Linked DNA regions of Mus musculus: all the other regions are linked to region 5. A link is a contact called in public HiCAR-type, HiChIP or PLAC-seq and promoter capture Hi-C data. All regions are on one chromosome and are shown on one strand. Each heading gives the region's core, a stretch centred on a gene start, on an enhancer-like site or on the middle of the called end of the contact. The rest is flanking DNA. Distances are from core to core; before and after follow the strand shown. Region 1 has its middle 7.6 kb from the start of Gm38412. Region 2 holds the start of Slc16a1 (solute carrier family 16 (monocarboxylic acid transporters), member 1). Region 3 has its middle 10 kb from the start of Gm34548. Region 4 holds the start of Bcas2 (breast carcinoma amplified sequence 2). Region 5 holds the start of Ap4b1 (adaptor-related protein complex AP-4, beta 1).

Region 1 (4,101 bases), core at 920-3,419, 590 kb before region 5:
TGTGGGGCTCAGGGCCTGAACTCATATCATCAGGCTTAGTGTTGAGCCCTTTTACCAGTCAAGCCATCTTGTCAGCCCCTCTTTTTAGTTTTGAGGTAGCCTCCCACTAGGTTACCCAGGTTGCCCTAAAACTCACTCAATCGTCTAGGCAGGTCTTGAACTTATGATCCTCTGCCTCAGCCTCTGGAGGATCAACTAGAGTCAGTGCCATCAGACCAAACCTGACCCTGCATCTTAGCTAGCAGTCTGCTTGCAGGATGGCTTGGGTGAGCTACTCCACTTTCCTGCCCTTGTGCTTTCCCACCCATTGAACAGGGCTAGCTAGGAACAGCCCTTTCTTTCAGAGTTGCTGTGAGGATTATTCGGGATATTGTGTAGATAAAACATGGGTACTGTTTCACATAATATTGAACAATAAATACTGTTGGCTGCTTCTGTGACTAATAAAAGCAAGCCTAGCTTAGAATGACCTTGACATTGACCATAGATGATGGCAGACTTTGCACTGGGCTCTGCCCCACCACCAGATCTCAAAATTCAACTCATTCTAAGGGGCAGGGCAGCTGTGAGCAGGAGGCAGTAAATTAATTTGGCCATGGTGACTGCATTAGTATGCTTGCATTTTGAATTCTCTCCAAATAGATATGACCTTAAAAGCAATGGTGACATCCTCTTCCTTCTGCTTCTTGTCACCTCCCAAAGCTGCCTGCAGTTCTCAACACCAAATGAGCCAGGAGAGAGGCTCCTGGTCCAGGAGTCCCAGTTGGCACAGTCAACATGAGGGGTGGTGCTAGGCTACCGGCCTGGGGCTAGAACTGCCTGTCTGCGAGGCAGAGTTTACAGGAGAATGACAAGAGCCAGCACTGGATCAGTCAGCGCTGGATCCAGGGAGATGCACACCACATCTGCCTGGCCCCTGGAGGGAGCAGGAGGCCCTCAGTTTTCACACTTTGGAGGTTCCAGGCTCAAGAGAGTGATAAGATCTAGAGGAGGCAGAGTTCCCCTACCCCTGGATACTTTCTTCTTGCAGGAGCTAGATTGAGACCCTGTGCCATTCCCTTTAAGTGCCCCCTTACCTTGTCACCAGCTGAGTGGCTGGCAGGGGTTTCAGAGGGACTTAGGAAATGGATGACTTGGGAAATGGCTGGTGTCACTGTGTGTTTCCAGGGCATCCATCTTACCCAGCCTTTCTCTGAGGCTGTTCCACCCATTTGTTTTCACTATCGAGGGTGAGTCCCGGGCAAACCACCTGTACATGGAACGGCTGTTCAACGCCCAAACCTCCCAGTTTCATCAGGAGTCTGCTGCTGTTCTTCAGTTCTGCGGGGGTGGGAGGGGGAGGGGGAGGGGGAGGGGAGGGGGCGGGAGAGACTGGCTATCATTTGAAGTGAAAAATTGGACAGATCCTAAATGGGTTTGGGAAGGGGAATGGCTGTGCTTTTCTGCTTCCATTGCTCTGGGCTGCATTACGCTGCCATTAAAAATATATATAATCACGAAGATTATGTGGTGACTTGGAGAAATGCTCTCGTATAATGTTAAACAGAAATATCAAATCTCATTTTTTGTTGCCATGAATATAGCTGTAAAAATTATATGAACATCTAGATAAGACCAGAAAGGAGTATTTTTTAAGGATATAGGAGAGTAAGATCATGAGCATAATTTCACCTTTCTTGGTATATTCTGGTATCTAAATAAAAAGATATTTTAAGGGGCTACAGAGATGGCTCAGAGGTTGCTGCTCTTCCAGAGGACCCAAGTTTGTTTCCCAGTACCCATGTGGGGTGGTTCACTACAGCCTGTGACTCCAGCTTCAGAAGTTCCAAAACCCCTTTCTGGATTCTTTGGGCACTTGTGTGCAATGAACATACCCACCCATACATACACTTACAAAAAAAAAAAGATAGGAATAAATAAAAAAAAATTTAAATCTTGTGCACTGTCTCATACTTCCATCCTGCCCAGTTTCAGCCCTCCAACCCCCTCCCCCCCCAAAAAAAACCCACACACACAGAAGAGAAAAAAGAAGCTGAGCCAATGGATTTTTACCAGTCTGACTCCTTAGTATGCTATCAACTTTTCAATACATGTTCAGAGGAAAAGATATGACTGTTTTGAAAACAAACCTCAGGTGAACCCATTTCTCTGGTGGCATTCCTTCCAGTGTGTGGTGACTCACAGTGAACGGTGCCCCTGCAATGAGGGCCAAGGCAGGCAGGCAGCCAGCAGTCTAGGGAGGGGGGGATGGGGCTTGTACTCCTGGAGTAGACAGCAGAGGTGGACCTGGTAACCACAAAGCTGCTCACTTCTTCTTCATTGGATTTGGAAGTATGAACAGGAAAAACAAGAAATCAGCCTTTGACAGTATCTCCCAAAGGATGACGGGTTGAAGGCTTGGTTCCCAATCTGTGGTGCTGCTGAAGGGGGGACCTACCAGAATGAAGTTGGATCTCCAGGATACTTCTTTAAATGGGACATTAGACCCTCAGCCCCTTCCTCTCCTTATATTCCTGGCCGCCATGATATAGGCATCTCCTTTACAACTGGCTCCTGCCACAATATTCTGCCTTGCTTCAGAAATCTCAACCCCCATCTTCTGTAACAGAACCAACCTGAAACATCAAGTCAAAATGTTCCACTCACTGTGTGTCTGTGTCTGTGTCCGTGGTGTCCGTGGTGTCCGTGGTGTCCGTGTGTGTCCGTGTGTGTGCATGTGGAGGCCAGAGGTCAATGTCAGGTATCTTCCTCAGTTGCTCTCCACATGTGTGTGTGTGTATGTATGTATGTATGTATGCATGTATGTATGCATGTTTGTATGAATGTATGTATGTGTGTATGCATGTTTGTATGAATGTATGTATGTATGCATGCACGTATGCATGTATGTATATATGTAATCTTGGCTGTCTTAGAACTTTATTGTGTGAATCAGGCTGGGCCTCAACTCAGACTGAGATCTGCCTGCCTCTTCCTCTCAAGTGCTGGTCACCTTATTTTTTAAAAAACAAGGTCTCTCAATGATCCAAGAGTTCACCAATTCAGCTAAACTGGCTGGCCAAAAATCTCCAGGGGTCTGCCTGGGTCTGCCTCCCCAGTGCTGGGTTACAGATGCATGCCTGGATTTTTGGTGCTGGGGATCTGAACTTAGGTTCTCATGCCTGAAGGACAAATGTTTTACTGACTGAGCTACCTCCCTCTTCCTAACCTTTCCTCGGTTTTAAGTTGGTTTCCTCGGGCGTTTTGTTACAGTGATAGAGCACAGGAATGTGGATGGCATTCCTGCCACCAACCCATTGCAGAAGCTCAAGCTCAGCAGCGTCTCCCCAGATTAGGTCCAGTTTTAACCCCACTCTCCTTGACAGAGGGGCAGGAACACTCAAAGCAATGGTGCTGAGCGCTTGCCTTGCAAGTAGGAGGTAGAGGCCATCAGAAGGTTTCAAGATCAGCAACTGAGGGGCCAAGGCTCTTATGAACAGAGTGACTTCATAAAAATTAAGTGAGGTTATAAGAAAAAGCTTTGCAAATGCAGAGCCTGTACATTAGTTTCCTAGGGTAACAAAATTCTGTAGCTGGGGAGTTTAAACAGCTGGCAGTTAGTGCCTCAATTCTGGAGGTGGGATTCTGAGGTCACGGTGGCAGCGGGTTTTCTTCCAAAGCCGCCTCTTTGGCTTGTGGATGAGTGCCTTCCCTCTGTACACGGCCTTCCTTCTGTGAACACCTGTCTCCTAATCGCCTTTTACCAGGAAGCTAGGCACATTGGATGGCAGCCTACCCTAATGACCTCATTTTACTTCGTTCTTAGCTTAATTACCTCTTTAAGGACCCAATTTGCAAATACACTCACATTCTGGAGTTCTGGAGTTTAGAACCTCAACATATAAATTTGGTTGGAGTGGTTGGGAATTTGAGGTTTGCCACTATACAACTTAACTGACAATAGAACAGTACAGATATTTTTTTTTCTTGATTTACCCAGGACTGCAGTGACAGGCATTTAGAACCCAGTGGGGTACGGCCCTGCTGACCGCTTTCCTTGGCAGTAGCCGGTGAGAAGCAGGAGGAGATGCCAGGCAAAACTCTGAGCTCCTCCCTGCCGCT
Region 2 (4,035 bases), core at 1,140-3,639, 830 kb before region 5:
ACAAAACAGTGTTTGTTCCCATGGTAACCTTACTTTCCCCTAAACTGTTTGCTAAGAGTACTCAACTACCTCTGCTTTCCAGCTAGACTACAAACCAAGGGTAAATACTAGAATCTTCTTTTCTGCTGAATCTTAACTTCTCTATCCACAATTTTCAGTTTTGTGTTCAAGTTCCATATTCCTAGTCCATATTCCCTAGTATGGGAAATAAAAAAAGTCAAGTAGGCATTATACGGGGACCCAGACCTTGCATGAAATGCATAATAGGAAGTTCCTGAGGCACAGTGGGAATGAAAGTTTCAAGAAGTTGGGAAAATACTAATCTAACACTATTTTTTGTCAGAGTTTATAGGTATCCAAGTTTACACCACCTTATCCCCCACCCTGCCCCCCTTAATCTGTTTAGGATTATGTAAATCGTACAGCTAAAGCTTTAAAACTCTCAAAATGCTCCTCAAACTAAGAACTTTCATATTTAACAAGGTCACAATCTGATAAACCAACAGCATCTACTTAAACCCACAATGAAATGACTGAAATACACTTAATTAAACATTTATTCTAGGACTGGGCATGGTAGCAGACGCTTTTAATTCCAGCACTGGGGAAGCAGAAGCAGATCTCTTCTGCGCTCAAGGCCAACCTGGTCAACAGAGTTCCAGGACAGCCAGGGATACACAGAGAAGCTCTGTGTCGACCCCCCCCCCCCATCTAAAGTCTTGAATTATTGGTCATTTCTTATGATACTTGGAAAGCAAAGTTGTAAAATTTAGTCATTTTTACTTTTTTTTTTTTTTTTTTGAGAAGGGTCTCACTATGTAAAGCCTATACCTCCTGCCTGTACACCTTGGATTTAATTTCCGAAAGGTTAAGGCGATGGACTGACCACTTCCTTCTCCTTTTTTCCTCTCTCTCTCTCTCTCTCTCTCTCTCTCTCTCTCTCTCACACACACACACACACACACACACATACACATCCCCGAAGACTTGGACTTAGAAGCACCATTTACCACTTAATTAAAATAAATGAATGATGAATAAATAAATTCAAGAGTCTCTTATTCAGCTGAGAAAAACAAGCAAAACACGAGAACAAAAACCCACCCTGCTTGATTTAATTCCCATCCACCCTTTCCCAAACTCTCGTACAATTACTAATCTCACACATCAGCATATACTCATTTAAAACCAAAGTAATTTTTTTTCAATGCCGACGATCAAACTTTGGAGCCTCAGGCATGGTAGGCCAGGCAGGTAGGTACTCATGCCACTGAGCAACACACCCCGAGCCTAAGCGGAATGACGCCTTAAGATTTCAAAATTAGTTATGGGTAAAAAAAAACAAAAGTAGTTTGTCACTGTGTAACTACTAGCAGTAGCCCGCCAGTTTATAATGAGCCACTGGAAAACGGGAAAAGACTGAAGTAGTAACACGTGCGTTTCCTGGTTGAGTGATCAGACGCTAGTTTTCGTAACTGCTGGTTGCACCAAAAACGCCATCATAAAGAAAAGCTAAAATGTACTCGGCAAAGGGATGTACTTGGCCCAGAAAGTGTGCTCTGACCAAATATAAGGACGTTTAAATCTGCTCCACAGGGATGCCTTGGGACCCCGTGCCCGCGGCAGACGCGCCGAAGCCACAGGTTGGACCATAAAGAGCCCCTTCCTCAAAGTTCACTCGAACCCCGTAGTCTTGTACCGGCGGTCCGCAATGCAGCTCCTCACATTCCTCACACCACTCTAGCAAGTCACCTGGTGGGACACCGATTGGCAGACCGGGGAGGCTGGGCGGGTATGCCACGAGTCCTAAGTAACTCCCGCCCCAGCAGAAGGCGGCAGGAGTGCACCACGTGAAGCGGCCTCAGGTCGTCCCTCTTCCCGACCTAAGCATCTCTCCAGGCGCCTAGAGTAGGCAGCGCTGGAAGCGTCTCCCCCAAGGTCACCGGGCACCATGACCCGACTCCCGCAGCCCGGCGGCCGCCACCTGACCACGGGCCCGCAGCTCGGCCGGGAGAGACGCTGTGCCCAGCGCCTCAAGGTCCCCTTCACCCACGCCACGTTCCGGGCCACGCGGCTCCGCGCGCCCAGGATGCCGCGTCGCTCGCCCCGACCCTTGCCCCAGGGAGGAAAGTCCCCGCGTGCCCGCGGGGCTCCGCGACCCCACCGGGGCACCAAGGGCACCGCGGATTCCGTGCCGCGCGCTGCCCGCTCAGCCCGGACTAACCGTTATGTGTGTCTCGCGGCGCCCGGAGTATGCGTGACGCGGCGGCGCGGGCCGCAGTTCCTCGGAGCCGGGGGGGTCCCGCTCGTGTCCCCTGCCCGCCGCCGGGCTCCTTGGCTGCTGCACCTACACGACCGACCAGTCACGTCGCAGCTCGCCACTTTGTCTGGCGGGGCAGGCGCGGCTGCCTTATAACCCGCGGGGGCCGGAGCATGCGCACAGGGGGTGGAGTCGGCCTTCCCGGCCGCCGCCCCCTCCCTGCCATACATACTCCCAGCTCGGCATCTCGCGCCTCCACACGCTGCGGGCTGCGCGTGCCCGCTCGCTCGCTCGGGCGCGCGCGCCGGCGCCCCCCTTCCCGCCACGTGACCCGGCGCCGCGGCCCGGAGACCCCGCACATCCTTATCAGCGCTCTGAGGGGGTAGCTTCTTTTGGCGCGTGCCGGGGACGCCATCGTGGGCCTCACCCCTCAGGCTCTGGAGGAGAAAAGGGGAAAAAAAAACTGCCCTGAGGGCGGACCCTGAGGTGCAGAGGGCGAAGGCGATGGACCGTCGGAGTCCGGGGACTGAACAGCATTTTGAATGGACGGACACTGGTAGACTCCGATGTGGGCCTGGAACCCGGGCTCGGGGACCCTGGGAAGTTGCTGGAACCCTCCGGGCCTGTTTCCTTGCGCTACATCAGCCACTATGGAGGCGTTAGGAAGTTTAATGTGCGATTTTACGCAAGTATCTCGTCACAGAGCCTGACCTGTGGCATTTGATGAACGCTTAGTTTAAGGACAAGCCGGTCAGGAGAAACTGGCCCCGGGGCAGAGAGTGTGTACGTTGGAAACGCTGATATGAGCATGCTCTTAGGCCAGAAGTTTATGAACACTGGATTTGGGGGACGGGTCGGGATTATGGCTAGTGGGATTAGGACAGTTGCATGCTAAGTAAGCACTGTACCAGAATTATCTTGTATGATCTTCACAACCGTATTAGGTGCCAAGAAGATCTTGTAACTAAGGAACCCCGGGCTTCACGAGGTTAACTGGCAGAAGTCACCAGGCTAGGAAGTCGCCAACATTTAAAGTCAAAGCCACAGAGCCTGGTGTCACAAGAGCCATTTTCGGTTCTTCACCAAGCCCAGATTCCAAAGTGTCTTGAAGTGGTAAACTAGTGAGTACTCTTGATGGCCAGGACCCTTGATATTTTTATTATTACGAGATGGGTATTTGGTTGGTTGTTTTTGATTTCTTGTTTTTTTTTTTTTTTTTTTTTTTTTTTTTTGAGATAGCCTCGTGTGTGTGTATAGCTCCACCTGGCCTGGAACTCATCATGTAGATCAGGCTGGCTTCGAACTAAGAGAGCAAACATGAAAAAAAAAAAAAAATCAACCCGCCTCTGTCTCCCTACCGCTAAGATTATTTGTTTAATTTTGTGTTTTGAGACATGGCCTTATTATGTATTCTCTTGGCTGGCCTGAAACTTGTAACGTTGATTAGACTGGCCTCAAACTCAAGAGATCCGCCTGGTTTTGCTTCAGTGCTGCTATTAAAGGCATGTGCTCCATCACACCCAGTGAGAATATTTTTTAAAGTCAGGCCTTCTGGCTTCCAAGGCTCTTACTGCATACCAAGATCCTGCCCTCCCCGCCATTTGCTCTTCGACCTCTCCCTACCTACACTGGTTTTCCTAATCCTCCGAAATAGGCCCTCTACTTAGTTTTGTGGATGAAGAACCAGAGATTGAAAAGAGGCCCTGTGTGCCCCAGCACTCAGGAGGCAGAGGCAGGCAGATTTCTGAGTTCGAGGCCAGCCTGGTCTGCAAAGT
Region 3 (3,812 bases), core at 789-3,288, 860 kb before region 5:
TTCTAGCAATAAAGATTAAAAGTTAAAAAAGAAGTTACTATAGTATCCTGGCAGTGGAAGGGTCTTCTTATCTCTGTGTTAATTGGAGGCCTCTAGGGAGAATGCCTGGGTTTGTAGGAGTGGATTTAATGGCTTGAAGCTGGGTTGAGGAAGTGAAGGGTCACGTGGGATGTTCCCCTTGTGGGTCTAACAGGAGGGCCATAGGACAGCAGGCTTTCTGATCAGGAAGAGGCTGCGTGCTTCCTGTTAATAGTGGGCTTTGGGGTGACCGTCAGTATTCCCAACATGGCTGTGAAAAACTAGGGTCTTTTTAAAAAGAGGGCCTGACTATTGGCCAAAGGTTCACAGTTTTCCTCTCCCCTGCTAACCCCATCTCCCGACTCTGCTTCAGTGTGCTCAGCAGAACTCCACTTGGTGAATCTGGAGAGAAGTCTCTAAGGGCTCCTGGCACGGAATGGGCACTTCCTCATGGTTGGTGGAATTGAATTGCATGCAGGTCATAGAGTGGAGGAGAGAGAAGAGGCTTTCTGCGAGCCCAGTCCGAGACGGGGAGATGCGAGTGGGCACCTCCCTAGGATCAAGTGCCAGGAGTAGATGGGGGCCCCACCCTATCGGGTGGCACCTGCTGCAGAAACTGGCAGGCGCCTTGGGTTCCTCCCAGCCCCCACCTCTCACCCCTGCTGCTCAGCCTCCTCTAAACCTCCTTAGGTTCCCTCTGCCTTCCTCTCCACCCCCATCCTCCTCTAGACTGCCATTATTTCCAGACCAGATGGCCCAATTTGAAATGAAATCTTGCATGCAGTCCTGCCTTCTTCCAGTCTGGTGCACAAACTACATCAAACTACATCAAAGTGATATGGCTGAGAACAGAACAAGAATGTCACCCCCACCCCAAATCAAAGGCCTCCCATGGCTCCCCTAGTCCCCATCAGCTAAAGCCCAGACTCTCCAGAATGACCCGATATGCCCCTGCTTTCCCTGGTTTCATCTTGTCCCCACTCTCTCTGCCTGTCATGCTGGGCCACCCTTAGATTGACCTGTTTGCTCCTGACAAACACCAGACCTCCTCAGTCTTCCAGCACCTGCACGCATGCATATATGCCCCTGAAGGTGGAAATGAGTATTTTCACACAGGCCATATTAGAGGTCCCTTCTGCCCATTTAAGACAGGCCAGGGAGTCACCTTTAACATTCGGAATTGCAAGCTTTTTACACTTACCAATCTGCTTTGGGCTCGGTCTGGCGTTTCCCCCCACCCCCACCCCAGCCTCCCACCCACCCACCCACCCCCGTGCCCTTAGTCTACATGCTGCTGCTATAAGGTGTGGCTTCATTTTACTTGCTGTTCAACTTCCTGGGCTCAGCACAGCACTTACACGCTGCAGGCATGGATTACTAACAGCAGGAATAGGGACAGGAGTCCACATTTACTCAGCTCTTGTGGTTGAATGCCAGGAACTGTTCCGGGTGCCCTCCAGGCACAACACTGTCCACACCAGGCCCAGCCCACCCCCACCTCTTTCCTGTCTCTCCCTAGCAAAGGCTTTTTAAAGACTGCACTTCCCCTGCCATTGCCTCATGCAGGCCCCTGCAGACAGGATCAATATTGAGACCCTCACATGGGATCTGGAAGGGGGAAGTGGGATGAGACCATGGTGTCCTGTTGCTGTGGTTGTGCTCTGGCCAGCAGGGCCATGCAGATGTGAGCTCTTTCCTGCAGCAGGGTCTGGTACCCAGTTACCACCTCAGAGCCAGAGGACAGTTGGCAGCTGTGATGACACTGTGTCTTCTGGCACACAGCCAGATGGGTGGAGCCTGGACCTCAGCAGGGCTCCTGGTAGCTTTGGATACTCAGCAGCTTCCCTCCTGTGTTCAGACAGAGAAGAGGACCCTCTGGGGCTCAGCCCTGCCTCTACCTCTGCCTCCAGCCCCACCCCTATCTCAAACCACTTTCTCTTCAGAACTCCTGCAGTGGCTGCAGGGAGCTGAACCCTGCTGACTCACTCAAGGAGTGTTAGTTTTACAGGCCCAGAGCCATGAGGCCAGTGAGTGACAGGCTTGACCTCAGGTTTTCCTGACCCCAAGGCCTAGTCTATCCTTTCACTGTATTGTGAGCCATGTGATACTGAATGCCAGATGCTAGAAAGGTCACAGAGGGCTCCTGAGCAAAGGCCTGGACTGACCCCATGAAGACAGGTACCCAAGGGAATTGGTACTTCCTGGGCAGCCCTTCAGCACAGCCTGGGATAGTCCCTGCTGGCCTGACCCAGAATGGGAGGTGTGGGGTGCCTGGGAGAGCCAGGCTGACTGGTCCTGACGTCAAGCTCATGGGAGAAATGTCCCTTTGTTGTTCATCTCATTGTTGTCTAATTACAGTGACCCAATCTCTGTACCATGGATGCCTTGAATGTGCAGCTCAGACTTTGAAAAAGACTCAGGGAGACAACTGCAAATATCAGAGGGATGAACCCAATAATGGAGAGTGTGTCCCTCAGCCAGAAAACTAGAGGTCAATGTGGCTAGAACAAAGCAGAAACTCAGGCTCCAGGAGGAAACCAGATCTGAAGAGCATTCATGGGCTGGGGAGATGCTCGGTGGGTGAAATGCCTGTCCTGCAAGCATGGGGACCTGCGTTCAGATCTCCACCCACGTAAGAGGCCAGCAAGGGGGCTACAGCTGTAACACTGGTGCTGGGTCCAAACAGAGACAGGGGGATCTCTAGAGCTCAATGACCAATCTGTGAGCTCAGGGTTTAGTGAGAGAGGGGGAGTAGGAAAGGGGAGGAGGGAGGGAGATATAAACCAAATAAATAAATGTAATTACAAAGAAAGAAAGAAAGAAAGAAAGAAAGAAAGAAAGAAAGAAAAAGAAAGAAAGAAAGGAGGAAAAGAGGGAGGGAGGGGGAGGGAAGGAAGGAAGGAAGGAAGGAAGGAAGGAAGGAAGGAAGGAAGGAAGGAAGGAAAAGGAAGGAAACCAGGGGGTAGCATGTTCCTTTAATCCCAGCACTCAGGAGTCAGAGGCAGGTGGATCTCTGCCAGTTTGTAGTCATTCTGGTCTACACAGTGAGTTCCAGAACATCTAGGGATGCATAATATGACTCCATTTCAAAAAAGTTAAAAGAAGAAAAAAAAAAAGAACATCGGGATCCTGATCACTGCCTGCCCTGTTAACCGAGCCACCAACCAGAGAGCGAGCATGGGGCTGAGCCACGCCCTCTGCACATACGTAACAGCAGTGCACCTTGGTCTCCTGTTGGACTCCTAAGAGCAGGAGCAGGGGCTGTCTCTGACTCTGTTGCCTGCCTTTGGAACTCTTGCCTTAACTGGGCTGCCTAGTCTACCAATCCTCAACAGAAGGTGAGCCTAGTCTTACTGCAACTTGATATGCCAAGGCTGGTTGACATCCATGGGAGGCCTCCCCTTCTCTGTGAAGAAAGTGTACCGGACCTCATGACAGTCCACATGTGCATGTTGAGGTGGGAAGTTGAGGTGGGTGTCAAGTGTCTTCTTCAATATCTGTCTACACTATTTTGGACACAGGATCTGAGCCTTGGAGTTCACTGATTCATCAAAACTAGCTGACCAGCAAGCTCTAGGAATTCTGCTGTCTCTACCTCCCTAGTGCTGGGATTATAGGCATGTACCATCAAGTCCTGGTTTTTACATAGATGGATCTAACCCAAGGTACCTTACCAACTGAACCATCTCTTTCTAGCCCTCTAATTTATGTCTTGTTTTATAATTTTTTTTTAACTGAAGGCTTTTTTTTTTTTTTTTGACAGGATTTCTCTGTGTAGCCCTGGCTGTCCTGGA
Region 4 (3,765 bases), core at 891-3,390, 640 kb after region 5:
GGCAACTTTTTAAAAAGCTGATAAGCAGTGCTGGAGAGATGGCTTAGCAGTTAAGAGCAGTGACTGCTTTTCCAGAGGTCCTGAGTTCAATTCCCAGTAGCCACATGGTGGCTTACAACCATCCATAAAGAGATCTGACACCTTCTTCTGGTGTGTCTGAAGACAGCTACAGTGTACTTATGTATAACAATAAATAAATCTTTTTTTTTGTTTTTTTTTGTTTTTTTTTTCCAAGACAGGGTTTCTCTGTGTAGCCCTGGCTGTCCTGGAACTCACTTTGTAGACCTTTGCTGGCCTCGAACTCAGAAATCTGCCTGCCTCTGCCTCGTGCGCCACTACGACCGGCTGGTACTCTCTTTTTATTCTCACTTCCTACCCACAGCAGCAAACACAAACACTCTTCCAACCACTGGCAAAGCAGCTGTTACCATAGCTCAACCTCATCTTACCGTTTCATGCTGAGTAATTCAATCGGTTGTCGAGCAGCGAGTCTTTCAAATTCATTTCTCATTATGTCTGTCTGATGCACAAACACCACAAAGAATTAGTAACAGAATCATGCTGAAAATAATGAATGCAGTTTACTGAGATTTTATACTTTGTACTACACATTATAGCGAATCTTTTCCCTTCTCAATCACTACTCAAAAAAAAAAAAAAAAAAAAAAGGATGCTAATATTTGAACCCAGGGCCACTGACACATCCCCCAGTTGAGGTTAATTCTATCTAGAATCTGAAGAAATAGGCATATTCTTTAATTCCATATTCTGCCCAGGCATGAAAGGAGGTGGACATAGAAGAGTCCACCTCTCAAGGATTAACCCTAAACCAGCAGTTTTCAATGCCCTGTAGTCAGCCAGCTGTGGAACTCTGAAAACAGCTTTAATCCCAGCCCCACGTCACGTTGTAATTCACAACACACAACAGTCTTGAATCATTTCAGGAAGTCTCCGCTGCTGCATGACGAACTGACACAGTGTAAACTGTTTGGGTACAGTGTAAATGGTGAAGTCACATGATGTAACATGGACCAGAGCTTAGATCTGGGACTTGAGTTTTCAATTAATTTCTGGGTTAGTACTTTTTACTCTTGCCAAATTTCTTGCAGCTCCCACATCAGTTATGAAACCCCCACTGAGGAGTCACAACCCAGTTTAAAAACCTGGCATCTAGATCCGAAGTATCACACATCCCTGCGCATGGAGCAGTCTCCTTTCAGCCTGAAAGTGCTTCTAACAACATCTAAGTGGTGTTTTTTGGTTGCACTTGTAGAATAACCACTTAAAAACAGCATGCAGTTAGACATGCTTGTTCAGGCATTCATACACCTGTTAACTATCTGAGACTTGGTACAAAAGAATCTCCCTCCAGGGGTGGCAAAGAGTACAGGTACTTAAGATTATAAATATTAAAATCTCGTGAGTGATACCTGTTCTTGAGTGGACCTTAGAGAATAAAGGGCCCTTTTGTGAAATGTACCATGACTCTTCTACACACACACACACACACACACGGAGGTGCACACTATTAAACAAATCTGCAGAAACTAATGGAGCATTTCGCAGGTTCTTGTAGTACGAAGCCCGTGACATGCGCATCTGGCGGTTTCAAACCGACTCACACCTACATGGCACTCAGTACGAGCTGCAGGCACCAGCTAACTTGGAAGGTGGAGTTCACTTTACACAGCTAAAGCCCTCACTCCCGTATCAAAGTCCGCAAGCCTCCTGGCTTACTTCAAAGGCACACTTACTTCAAAGGCAGAATAATCCGGGGCCGTCAGGTAGCTCAGGTAGTTCTTGGTAGGTCGGTATCTGCGCGTCTCCTCCTCCACCAGGGCCGCCGCCTAAGAACGAGAACAGGCCAGGGTCGCGGCGGGAAAGGGCGGCGTGCCTTCGGCGGACCCGCCGCACATGACCCGCACTCACCGCTTCCCGCACGCCGGGTGCCTCATAGCCTTGGTCAAAATATGGTAGCGCATCTACCACCACCTCTCCGGCTACCAAGCCCGTGCCCGCCATCGCGCGGCACTAGGCTTCAAGAGCGCCTTCTGAGTCTGCGCAGCCTCGGTTCTAATTCCACTGCGCCTGCGCCTGGAATGACGTCACACACGCCGCTGCCTTTGGGGCTTCGATTCGGGCGCACGCGCAGTTGGTAATTATAGCCACTAGGCTCTAAGCCTAAGCATCACGTGCTGGCGTGCCGGGGTGCCTTTCTTTGTATGGGTGCCGTTTTTTTTTTTTTTTTTTTTGAAGGAGTGGGTAGGGCAGACTTCGGAAGAGGTGGTTGCTGGACTTGGCTGGAGGGGAGAAATATATTTTCCACATCCTTTAACCTTCCATTGTTTAGACTCACATAGTGCTGGGCTTCTAGCGCTCCCTTGCTTTATCCTCATTTCGCAGCCGGTCCCTTAAGAATGTTCTTTTATAGAAACTAGAAATGTGCGCCTATTTTCCAATTAAATTTTTAGATCCAACAACCTGAGGGGTGCGGCTCAATGGCAAAACCAGGTCAGTCCGCAGCACTGCAAACACCTCATCCCTTCCATGACTGTAATTATAACTATAAAATGCCTCATTTTAGAAGCTCTGCCTTGGAGTGGAGGCAACTCAGGGGAGAGCTAGAAGCCCAGAAAAAGGGAAACTCACAGGAATATGCTAGGGTGACCATAAGACTTGAAGCAACAGGGGATATAGGACCTGAAATGGCCACCTCCTGGAACCAGGCAAGACTTCCAATGGATTGATGGGGACACCAATCTACCCACAAAACCAAAATTTGTCCTGCTTACAAGATGTGTGGGGATAAAGATGGACTAGAAACTGAGGGGATGATCAAGGCCCAACTTGAGACTCATCCCATGAGAGCAAGCCCACCCCTGACACTATTAATGTTTTGCTACACTTCCAGACAGGAGAGGCTTCGCCCAACAGCTGCTGGAAACAGATGGAAAGATCCACAGCCAAACATTAGGCAGAGCTCTGGGAATCTTGTGGAAGAAGGGGAGGAAGGAATGAAGGAACCAGAAGGGTCAAGGACACCACAAAAAAAGCCATACAGAATCAACTAACCTGGTCCCGCAGGGGTTCACAGAGACTGATCCACCAACCAAAGAGGCTGCAATGGACAGTCCTGGATCCTTACACACATGTAACAGATATGCAGCTTCTGTGGGACCCCTAACAGCTGGAGCAGGGGCTGTCTCTGACTCTGCCTTTGGACCCCCTTCCCCTAACTGGGCAGCCTTGTCTAGCCTCAACAGAAGATAGGCCTAGTCTTACTGCAACTTGCTATGCCAAGGCTGATATCCACGGGAGGCCTCCCCTTCTCTGAGGAGAAAGGGAGAAGATGGGGAAAGGAGAGAAGAGAGGGAGTAGGAGGATAGGTGGGAGGGAAGGCTGTGATCAGATAAAATAATGAGAAAATCTTGCTATTTTTTGTCTTTAGGGCCTATACAAAACCCAATCATTTTTGCCTTTAGGATTTGTGGTAATAAAATATTACTCCACGTTGCCTCTCAACCCCTCAGGCTGTAGTTAGCATACATTCTTTGTAAAATATCTTCCAGACTAAGAGGTAATGAAAAAAAGATTGTGAGACTATATAAGCTATCCAGTGTACGTTCAACCAAGAGCTTTGGAAAAGTTGATCTCGGTTATAATCCTGGTTAGTCTAAGCTGGATTTGAGTATTTACGAATTTACATTGTGTAAATGTGCTGTTTATGGGTTTATGTAAAGTGTGTGTGTTGTGATTTGATAACTG
Region 5 (3,906 bases), core at 1,030-3,529:
AAGGTACACACTAGAGAGAGCTCAAAGGTTAAAAAGTATTTTGTTGTTCTTGCAAAAGAGATGGGTTCAATTCCCAGCACCCACATGACAGTTCATAACCACTGGTAACTATAGCTCCAGGAGATCTAATGCCTTCTTCTGACATACACAGACACCAGGTACAAGCCATACTTGTGGTACACTTACACATGCAGGCAAAATGCTCATAAACATTTAAAAAAGCAGGGCTTGGTGACCCACACCCTTAACCCAAGCACTTAGGAAACATAGGCAGGTGAAAGCCATGTTCAAAGTTCAAAGCCAGCCTGGCCTACATAGTAAGTTCCCAGGATAGCTAGGGCTGTCTCAAAACAAAATAAAATGAATCATTATCTGTGTCACGTTTTCCAAATGAGCTGGTCACAGAGCTAAAGCATTCTGTGAAGAAGCATTTTCTGACTTCCATAGTGGCTTCAGATGTTTAGGAACTCAAGATCAACTAAGAAGTCAGCTAAGAACATCACTGATTTGAAAAAAATCCAGTGTAACTACTTGAAGTAATACACAAAATACAGACCAAGAAGATCCACATCCACATGCCACTATGGAAGTCAGAAAATGCTTCGTCACAGAACGCTTTAGCTCTGTGACCAGCTCACTGGGAAAACGTGACACAGATAATGATTCATGCTAGGAGGCACGAGCAAGAACTAAACATTCTTTTTGTTCCTTGGGTGGCATGATAAAAAATTTAGATTTCAGCCAGGCGGTGGTGGCACACACCTTTAATCCCAGCACTTGGGAGGCAGATGCAGGCGGATTTCTGAGTTCAAGGCCAGCCTGGTCTACAGAGTGAGTTCCAGGACAACCAGGACTACACAGAGAAACCCTGTCTCAAAAAACAAAAACAAAACAACACAAACAAAAAGTTTAGATTTCATTCCACTGATTACTGTTTCCAATGTTGTGGAACCAAACTACTACAATCAACTGAGACTGTTTATTTACAATACAGTTCCTGGATTCTATCCCATCCTAATGAAATCAGAATTGATCCCTAGATCACGATTTTTTAAAAAAGGACCCCATGGGACTTTTGTGTCCTACCTACAGTTTTGAGCTACAACTATAGATTAGTTACACGTTCAAACATATATAATAGAAAAAATCCTAACCAAAGTGAGGAGACAAGGCTACTTATTAATAAACTACCACAACAGGCTTTGGTAATTACAGCCTGAGCCAACAACAGTACAACTTTAAGAACAAGAATTGATATTTTGAATTTTTCATACCACCTGACAGTAGACAATGTTTTCAAGGTTGACTAGCAAGCTTGGTAGGGTGCCTGGTGACATTCATAACACAAATACAAGCAGAATAGTAGGTTTAAAGAGGAGAAGAATGATAGTATTATTTTGGTCATATCTTTGATGAACTATCCAAGTCGAAATGTAAAGCAAGCAGAAAGATATACAGGTCTGAATCTAGAAAAAAGGGAGAACTGTTCTACGTTAAGTCATTGAACCAGGAGTCAGCCGCAATTGCTAAAGCCTGTGGTATGAAGGAGACCTCTCAACTGGGCATGGTGTTCCACACGGAAGACTGAGATGACAACCCAGAAATGCAGCCTCAAGGCCAAAAGATAAAACTGCCCTTCTTTAACTTTTTCAGAGTGATCGCAGAGCTCTGAAGAGGATTAAAAGTGGGGCCGGGGGGGGGGGGGGGGAGTTAGAATTCTATGGTAGGTTGGTGATACCTAATAACTCGCTGGATGACATTCCGGTAGCGCAGCCTATCAGCCTGAATATGAGGGTTACACAGAGCCTTCTTCAGTTCCTTCACCACGTCCTCAGAGCCAAGGTATGGCATCGTCGCCAACACTCACGGGACAGTTTCCACAGACCCGTAGGGAACTCGTGGGCTCCTCCTAATTTCGATGTGGGAGCCTGAATAAAGGAGATGTAGTCAGTGAAAACACTAACGGCGAGATGTCACTTTGCTGTGCCTGCCCCCCAGGGCGGAACACATTCTTGGGTCCTCGGGCGAGCCCCGACCCTTCAGGAGCCGCCCGGAGACCCACAGGCCGTTGGCTCTGCCCAGCAGATCTCAACTCTCTCTAGGCCCAGTTACGAATTCTACACTAGCAAAAGGCCAAAGACCTAGCACAGCCTCCTCCCTGGGAATCTAGTCCCAGTGGCCGAGGACACCCCAGACAGCTTCCTGCGGAAATCCCGCCCCGTCGCCCTGAGACACAAGGAGCAGCTTTCCGGGTCGCGCCGAGCGCCGAGCGCAGGTCCGGGGGGGGGGGGGGGGGGGCACCGACCTCCGGACGCCCTTCCCCCACCCATTCTCCCCCTCGGCGCAGGCGCGCAGCTCACTGTGTGAGCGCCGCGGCCGGCGATCGGAAATCAACTACTAGGGTCTGTCTCCCCGCCGCCGCGCGAGCTTTGACAATGTGGGGACTGGGCCCGAGCTCCAGCGCGCGGTTGTGAGTGATGCTCTCCCGACTTCTTCCGCGTTGGGCGCTTTCATCCTGATCGTCCCGAGCGCGGCCACCTTCTTTTTTCTCACTCTGTCTACTAATTCCGTTTCTGGGATGGTTTTCCTTTAGGGCTTCTGGACTTGTTCCAGAGTCCACTTGTCATTGGGACGCTGTCGTGGAAACCTCACTCAGGAGTGCGGTTCCCGCGAAGACCCCACTGGGTGACACCTCAACTCTGCCACCATGAACGGGGTCGTAATCCCCCAAACGCCCATTGCTGTGGACTTTTGGAGCCTGCGCCGTGCCGGTTCGGCGCGGCTCTTCTTCTTAACCCACATGCACTGTGACCACACGGTGGGTTTGTCTAGCACTTGGGCCCGGCCCCTCTACTGCTCTCCCATCACTGCTTGCCTCTTGCATCGTCGCCTGCAGGTATTGGGGCTGGGATTTGATCGCTGAGACCTAGTCCAGGAATCTGGGTGGGGACTTCTGATCTGTCACAGTTTGGGGGATTACCGAGTGGGAGACATAAGGACTGAATTTTTACAAATGTGGGAATTGATCCCGGAATGAGACTGGCTTCTAGTTAACTACCTGGAGGTTTTTAGTCAAGGAAATGATTCCTATCTTTTCAAAAACCAGTGCTTTCCTAATTTGCATTTAAGAATCTACCAGACTGTTCAGTGATAGAACACTTGTTTAGTGTGTGCAAGAACCCTAAGTTAGATCCCCAACACTCATTGCCCGCCCCCAATAATTCATCTAATGTGCTAGATAAAAACACATATTGTCTAACATCTCCTCATCTTGTCTGTGTCAGTAGAAGTGGCTGGTGTGAGACTGGAACTTTTTTTGACAGTTGTTTCCCACCCATGGCTGGGATTATCATGATAGGAGAAAGTGTGAGAATCTTTATTTAGACTGTTTTCAGATTCTGAGTTTAAATCTGTACAAAGGGTGGGAGACAGAAGAGGAAGGAGAGATTTCTTGGGAATCCTTATAACAGCTTACATGAGAGTGGTTCAGAACTCGGTCAGCTTTCCTTGATGAAAGAGAAGTCTATGGTTACTCGGGTGACCAACTGTTTTCCTCAGGTGTCTAAGCACTGGATCCGGGCCCTGGAGGTTGGCGAGAGTCATGTATTACCTCTAGATGAAATTGGGCAAGAAACCATGACTGTAACGCTCATAGATGCCAATCACTGCCCTGGTTCTGTCATGTTTCTCTTTGAAGGATACTTTGGAACAATTCTATACACAGGTGAGCCTCCCAAGGCATTCCTCACACTTTATAGCTACCTTTACCCAGAAAGATAGCTTTATCCCATACAGGCACAGGGACCCTTTCCAACTGATTTCCTACTTGACCATCCATCCTTTACTTTGTTAAATAAAATCACAAGAGCAAGAAAACAAGAAAGGCATGTTGGTGCTCGCCTTTGA

The links. Promoter capture Hi-C pulls out the DNA fragments that hold promoters and counts their contacts. HiCAR-type assays count read pairs that join an accessible place to other places. HiChIP or PLAC-seq counts read pairs in DNA pulled down with a chosen protein or histone mark.
Region 1: a contact with region 5 is called in a FOXA1 HiChIP or PLAC-seq map of pancreatic cancer cells. The contact joins the enhancer-like site here to the promoter of Ap4b1 in region 5. A contact is called at or near these places in 2 of 39 promoter capture datasets (hippocampal neurons and liver) and 4 of 115 datasets of contacts at active chromatin or transcription factors (acute myeloid leukemia, forebrain, large pre-B cells and 1 more).
Region 2: a promoter capture Hi-C map of the HPC-7 cell line shows a contact between it and region 5. The contact joins the promoter of Slc16a1 here to the promoter of Ap4b1 in region 5. A contact is called at or near these places in 4 of 39 promoter capture datasets (the C10 cell line, the HPC-7 cell line, HPC-7-derived erythroid cells and 2 more) and 8 of 115 datasets of contacts at active chromatin or transcription factors (the 230-238 cell line, bone marrow-derived macrophages, effector CD8 T cells and 4 more).
Region 3: an H3K27ac HiChIP or PLAC-seq map of microglia shows a contact between it and region 5, with 4 times the contacts expected there. The contact joins the enhancer-like site here to the promoter of Ap4b1 in region 5. A contact is called at or near these places in 5 of 39 promoter capture datasets (the 3T3-L1 cell line, hippocampal neurons, liver and 1 more), 1 of 15 datasets of contacts at CTCF or cohesin (large pre-B cells), 1 of 484 Hi-C or Micro-C datasets (pro-B cells) and 4 of 115 datasets of contacts at active chromatin or transcription factors (large pre-B cells, microglia, pancreatic cancer cells and 1 more).
Region 4: a contact with region 5 is called in a HiCAR-type map of astrocytes, with 2.8 times the contacts expected there. The contact joins the promoter of Bcas2 here to the promoter of Ap4b1 in region 5. A contact is called at or near these places in 1 of 39 promoter capture datasets (liver), 1 of 484 Hi-C or Micro-C datasets (the G1E-ER4 cell line), 4 of 115 datasets of contacts at active chromatin or transcription factors (astrocytes, bone marrow-derived macrophages, effector CD8 T cells and 1 more) and 1 of 9 other capture datasets (adipose tissue).

The regions. Positions count from the first base shown.
Region 1 is chr3:104,399,474-104,403,574 of GRCm38.p6, reverse strand. No RefSeq gene overlaps it. Among named protein-coding and RNA genes, the nearest start is that of Gm38412, 7.6 kb to the left of the region's middle. Within about 2 kb of position 2,169, at least 6 of the 459 cell types and tissues checked have an H3K27ac peak or open chromatin away from gene starts, as enhancers often do. A contact at or near this core is called in pancreatic cancer cells, where this site is marked.
Region 2 is chr3:104,637,018-104,641,052 of GRCm38.p6, reverse strand. Slc16a1 (solute carrier family 16 (monocarboxylic acid transporters), member 1) reads right to left here and starts at 2,389. Exons shown (of 5, transcript NM_009196.4): 1 at 2,225-2,389.
Region 3 is chr3:104,668,592-104,672,403 of GRCm38.p6, reverse strand. No RefSeq gene overlaps it. Among named protein-coding and RNA genes, the nearest start is that of Gm34548, 10 kb to the left of the region's middle. Within about 2 kb of position 2,038, at least 157 of the 459 cell types and tissues checked have an H3K27ac peak or open chromatin away from gene starts, as enhancers often do. A contact at or near this core is called in liver, microglia, pancreatic cancer cells and 2 more, where this site is marked.
Region 4 is chr3:103,170,030-103,173,794 of GRCm38.p6, reverse strand. It overlaps Bcas2 (breast carcinoma amplified sequence 2), which reads right to left and starts at 2,140. Exons shown (of 7, transcript NM_026602.4): 1 at 1,930-2,140; 2 at 1,755-1,847; 3 at 450-520. The coding sequence starts at 2,022.
Region 5 is chr3:103,807,890-103,811,795 of GRCm38.p6, reverse strand. Ap4b1 (adaptor-related protein complex AP-4, beta 1) reads right to left here and starts at 2,279. Exons shown (of 10, transcript NM_026193.2): 1 at 1,739-2,279. The coding sequence starts at 1,851. It overlaps Dclre1b (DNA cross-link repair 1B), which reads left to right and starts at 2,409. Exons shown (of 4, transcript NM_133865.2): 1 at 2,409-2,896; 2 at 3,559-3,724. The coding sequence starts at 2,708. It overlaps Gm15471 (predicted gene 15471), which reads right to left. Exons shown (of 5, transcript NR_040412.1): 5 at 3,356-3,582.